Linked DNA regions of Mus musculus: region 1 is linked to region 2. A link is a contact called in public ChIA-PET data. All regions are on one chromosome and are shown on one strand. The core of a region is the stretch at or near the end of the contact, and the rest is flanking DNA. Distances in the headings are between cores, read along the strand shown. Region 1 overlaps Inpp4b (inositol polyphosphate-4-phosphatase, type II). Region 2 overlaps Inpp4b (inositol polyphosphate-4-phosphatase, type II).

Region 1 (2,700 bases), core at 69-2,568, 270 kb after region 2:
AAAGCTGCCACCAGAGAGTGGGCGAGGTGTATGCATGTGAAACTCCAAAGCCCCTCGCTTTAAACTCCCAAGATGCTTGTCAGCTTCAGTAGAGGTTCACAGCGAAGAGAAAAGCAAGAGTGCTAAAATGAAATGCACATCATAAGGCAAGGCAAGGAAATGATCAAACTAACCACCGAAGAGCAGGAAACCTTTCAGTGAAAGACATTTTCCAGTGGTATATTGATATTATTGAAACCATGTGTAGGTGGGTTTTTGTTTGATTATCTTTAAATGTAGATTTATCAGGGTGAGCAACAAATAGTAGTGTTAGAGGGTCTCCCAAAGGCCGATGCACTCTACCAGAGATCAGGTTGGTATGCCAAGGACAGAAATGGAGAGAAGGATATTTTGATATAGCTAATGAGCAGAGTTCCTCAAAACAGGGAAGGTTAAATAAGCGGTAGCTATTTTTTCTCCACCCATGCCTTCCTTAGCTTCTTTTGTTTTGCTTAAGGCATATGATTTCAGTAAGAAAAATTTAACAACAAAATACCAGACAGGAATAAAACTCCAAAAGTTTTTCAAGACATTAAAAAGTTAAATAACACCCCCCACACACCGCATCCCCCCAGCATTTATCAGAAGTGGGCCTAAGCCAGATGGGTTTCCTTTGAAAGGGCCTGTATTTTCTCTCATTCCCCTTCTATAAATAAGGTGCTCTGCAAGCCATTGAAAGGTGATAATTACATCTATAAATTGCTTTGCTTTCAACTTTCAAATTTAAGGAGTATTACCTTTGTCCCAGTGCCCCTGCAAACTGCAGAGGTGCCATTGCAGGGGGTAAAGCCACCCCCTCCTCTGCCTGTCTTCTTGGTCCCTGAATGGGATAGGGATGGTGTGGAACCCTGGACACCATCACTGCGAACCACTTATGGGGCTGCTTCCCCTTTACCAGAAACTGCGTCTGCTGAACAAAGGGGACTTTTTAATCACAGTCAATTTCAAGAAGTAGAAATACTATTTCAAAATCAGAGGTGGAAAGTAGGGAAGAGAGTAGATACTAGACTTATTGAAAGGGAGTATCTTTTATTCCTGCTATTTTGTTCCTTTCCAAAACTAGAAAATGCTATGCAACAGAGGAAAACACTCCAGGGAATGTAGTCCTGTAGCTGGCGCTGTAACAGGAGCCAGGCTGTGTCAAGGAAAAGCTCGTAGAATGTGGGGCCCCTGGGCAACAATTACCAAGTTGCTCTCTCTCTGGATGGTCCTGAAGTCCAGACAGAGGGCTCTTTAACCCCTGGCTGCTTCCTCTTCTGCCTAAGCTCCGCTGTGGCAGAGTAATCAGCCTTCCTGTTTCCTCAGTGCCGAGGACTATAGAGGACCAGGTAGAGGATTGTGAGGCGTACATTCAGACATTTGACTTAACCCAGCCAGTGTCAACAAGAGACATCTTAGTTTCCTGGCTGTGGCCCAAATCAACTTACTTCATGCAAGAGTGTGAAAGAAGCCCTAGGGGTTATTGGCTAATTAGAGCCCTCACATTCCCTGGCTGTGTGTGTCTACATTTTCACACACTGGAGCTGCCATCCCGGAGCACTCAAGACTTGCATGTGCTGCAAATGTGGTCAGTGGAAATGAACTCTCAATTCAGCTTGGCAGCACGTGACTTCCTATTTCTGTAAGGTACTTCCAAGAGACTTCCTCTGTAAAGCCAGCTGAGAGCCAGGAGATTTCCTTCACCGGCTAGACAAAGTTGATTTCAGCTCTGCTCAGAAGTTTGCCTAGAGAGATCGACTGAGTTCCTTTCTTTCTTTCTTTTTCTATTTTTTTTTCCTGCTCTTTCTTTTTCCTTTGCTGTTGCCAGCCTGCAGGGATCTTGTGGCTCCTGTCAGTGATCGGAAACTGAATACAGTAGTCCAGATCTCAGTAATCCACCCGGTGGAGCAGACCCTGACGAGGTACTCCAGCACAGAAATTGTGGAGGTGAGCCTGGCTTGCACGTGTTTCTCTCTGACTCTGTCCACCTTTGCCTCTCTCTCTCTCTCTCTCTCTCTCTCTCTCTCTCTCTCTCTCTCTCTCTCTCTCTCTCTCTCTCTCTCTCTCTCTCTCTCTCTCTCTCCCTCCCCCCACTCTCTTTCTGTGCAAGCTTTTGTCTCTGTGTGTGTGTTGTGCTCCTGCTCTCTCCTCCCCCCACCTCTTGCTCTCTCCTGCCCCTCCGCCCCTCTGAACAGCTGACTTGAGTTAACTTGTGGTCTCTTGCTGGCTGTTGCTTTTGTCTGTCATTAAGGAACACAGATCTGAAATGTCTAAGCACATGCAGAGTAAACACATGGAGAAGAACTGGACTTTTCATTGAAAGATTTTAGTTTTCTTCCAGAAAAAAGCTTTCCACTCCGAATTCCCAAACAGAACAGAATGTTTGTCTAGAAATTTGTGTTTCTCTATGTACATTATCTATGTTGATTTTAAATACAGTGGAATGAATATATTTAATGAGGGAAAAAGAATAAAGTACCCACATAGTTCAAAACAAGTGAAGAGGTTTTTGCTCTCCCCTCACACCCGGGGGCCCAGTCTAGTCCAACAGTAAATACTTTATATTCTCTGCTAGGTATGCATTTCAAAGTACTGTGTTTTCTAAAGAACAGTAAGTGACTAACTTGATTAGCCATTTGTTTCCAGACAGACATTGTAAATATCACTCATGAGATGAGAGAT
Region 2 (2,767 bases), core at 83-2,582:
TTCAAGAGTGTCTGCTACCACCCACCCAATATCTGATCATGTTCCTCTCGTCCCCTCCATGTCCTCTTTCCTACTCAGGTCCCTCCCTTTCCCTTCTGCGATTGCTTTCTTCTTCCTCCCAAGTGGGATTGAGGCATCCTCACTTGCGCTCTTTGTCTTGTTAACATTTTTAAGGTATGAAGCTCTGAGGGCCAGCAGAAAGAATGGAAACAGATAACCTCAGGAGAGTGGAGATGGAGAATGTACCAGAGACCTGGGAGGTAGAAGACTTTCAGGACTCAAAGGGAGGGACATTAAAGTGAATGCCCTACAGTGCAGAGAGGGAACTCATAGAGCCCACCTGCAGCAGAGGTTGCCATCCCACAGTCAAAAACTCTGACCCATATTTTTTCCTGCCTGAAAGAACTGCAGGGACAAAAATGAAGAAGAGCCTGAGGTAAAGGAGATCCAGCAACAGGCCCAAATTGAGATCCAGCTCAAGGAGAGGTTCCAAGGCCTGACACTATTATTGAGGCTATGGAGAACTCACAAAAAGTGGCCTATTGTGACCACCCTCTGAAAGACCAAATAAGAAGTTGAAAGAGTCAGATGCAGATATTTGCACCCAACCAGCAGGCAGAAGCTACTGACCCCTGTGGTTGAATTAGGGAAAAGTTGGAAAAAGCTGAGGAGGAGGGTGATCCTGTAGAAGGACCAGCAGTCTCAGCTAACCTGAACCCTTGAGATCTCTCAGACACTGGGCCACCTACCTGGCAGCATATACCTGCTGATATGAGGCCCCTGACACATACACAGCAGAGGACTTACAGGTTTCCACTCAGTCAGAGAAGATGCACCTAACCCTCAAGAGGCTGGAGGCCCCAGGGAGTGGGAAAGTATAGTGGTGTGGGGAGCTGGGGATTGAGGGCATCCTTGTGAAGATGGAATGGGATAGAGAACAGTCAGAGAGTAGACAGGGAAGGGGATGACAGCTAGACTGTAAAAAAGGATTAAATGATTTATTTTTTAAAAAAGAGTGTCTACTGTGCAACAAGTTTCTATGCTTTGTCTCTTCTTGCTTCTTTATCTTGCTGTTTGACTCATCCTGTATTGCGGGTGACACCTTGAGTCCTCTTTGTGATAGACAGAGCTTCCTGTGTTACCCACTCTTACTGAGATATCTTCATTGGTTTTGGGGGTATTACTCTCTTTTTCTCTCAAGATCAGTCATGGCAACTGACTACTGAGTGCCAGGGTTTGCATATGTGTGTTTTCCACATGGCAGTGCTACAGACACTGATGGTTATGCTCAAATTTTGGCACAATGAGTGCTACCAGAACAAACAGAGACTGCGTGGTCCCTGTCATGTCTAGCCAACTCTTCACTACCAGAGTGTTTCCAGTGTTCTCTAAAGCTGTGTGGTTTGGAACAACAGCTTTTTGATCTCTAAGCAGAAAGTCCCTTTCTGTTTCAGTACTCATTACCTCTAATGGATATAAAGAACAGTGGTACACTTTCTTCCATTCTACTGGGGATGAGATAGGCTGCATAAAACTGAACCATTCCATAAGAAATTATATATATATGCATACACACACACACACACACACACACACACACACACACACACACACACACACACATAAACTATAAACCGTAAGCATCAGACCCCACCCATGCTCAATTATTTAATGGCACTCACTGGACTCATTGTGAAAACAGGGGGGGTACATTTTACTTTTGTCTTCCTGAAGCTCTTACCTTAGTCTTAATAATATGTTTAAGAAAAATCTTTTCACCTTTGCTACATACTGACCTCTTAACAGGAAATCTGGCTGATATAGAATCGATGTCCAACCATTTAATGTAACTGAGTGAAAAATTCATTACCTTTGTTCTATGATATTAACTCATCTTTTTAAAAAGAAGAAACTTTTTATTCACTGTGATGGAATTTTGAACACAGAATTATCACTTATGAGAAAGTGTCTCTGTTAGCAAAGATTAATGCTTCAGATAGGATTATTAAATTTTTTCTTGGGTTTAAAGTGACTGTGTCACTTTATGAGGGTTATTTTTTTTGCAGTCACTTCTGACAATATAGGACATCAGAAATATTTCAAAGTTTGTTAGCTAAATTATAGAAATAGGTTCACACATAGAGTAGGAGACAGTGTGCAGGCCACGTACTGTTCTCCCACACGCTCCACTTTAAGCGTGGTCTGATATCTTTTTTGTGTGTAGATGAGGGGTCAGTCCTAGAAGGAGTTAGGAAACCTGTTCTAAACAACACTTCTGTCTTAGTTAAGGTTTCATTGCTCTGAAGAGACACTATGACCAAAGCAACTCTTATAAGGACATTTAATTGGGACTGGCTTACAGTTTTAGAGGTACAGTCCATTATTATAGCAGAAAGCATGGCAGCTTTCAGGCAGACATGGTGCTAGAGGAGCCGAGAGTTCTACATCTTGATCTGAAGGCAGGCAGAAGGAGATTCTCTTCTGCAGGTAGCTAGGAGGAGGCTCTCTTCCATACTGAATGGAACTGAAGCATAGAACCTCAAAACTCACCTCAAAAACTCAGTGATGTACTTCCCCCAACAGGGTCCCATCTACTCCAAGAAGACCATACCTCCTAATAGTATCACTTCGCATGGGCCAAGCATGTTCAACCTTCCACAGCAGCATAGAAGTACTTAAAGTAGACTGAAATATTATCCCTGAGCAAGTTCTTCAAATTCAACTATTTTAGACATATTTGTCTCTGCTCAGCAAAGCTAGATATCAG

What was found. ChIA-PET counts read pairs in DNA pulled down with a chosen protein or histone mark.
Region 1: an RNA polymerase II ChIA-PET map of memory CD8 T cells shows a contact between it and region 2, with 7 times the contacts expected there. The contact joins two enhancer-like sites. A contact is called at or near these places in 3 of 15 datasets of contacts at CTCF or cohesin (CD8 T cells, the NIH/3T3 cell line and large pre-B cells), 22 of 484 Hi-C or Micro-C datasets (CD4 T cells, CD8 T cells, CD8 central memory T cells and 9 more), 12 of 115 datasets of contacts at active chromatin or transcription factors (the 230-238 cell line, CD8 T cells, Th17 cells and 6 more) and 3 of 9 other capture datasets (adipose tissue, liver and pancreatic islet).

The regions. Positions count from the first base shown.
Region 1 is chr8:81,766,248-81,768,947 of GRCm38.p6, forward strand. It overlaps Inpp4b (inositol polyphosphate-4-phosphatase, type II), which reads left to right. Exons shown (of 25, transcript NM_001024617.3): 6 at 1,847-1,965. Among named protein-coding and RNA genes, the nearest start is that of Gm25267, 390 kb to the right of the region's middle. Within about 2 kb of position 1,319, at least 162 of the 459 cell types and tissues checked have an H3K27ac peak or open chromatin away from gene starts, as enhancers often do. A contact at or near this core is called in CD8 T cells, the G1E-ER4 cell line, Th1 cells and 5 more, where this site is marked.
Region 2 is chr8:81,496,604-81,499,370 of GRCm38.p6, forward strand. The region is part of intron 2 of Inpp4b (inositol polyphosphate-4-phosphatase, type II); the gene reads left to right. Among named protein-coding and RNA genes, the nearest start is that of Gm51582, 160 kb to the left of the region's middle. Within about 2 kb of position 1,333, at least 25 of the 459 cell types and tissues checked have an H3K27ac peak or open chromatin away from gene starts, as enhancers often do. A contact at or near this core is called in CD8 T cells, the G1E-ER4 cell line, Th1 cells and 5 more, where this site is marked.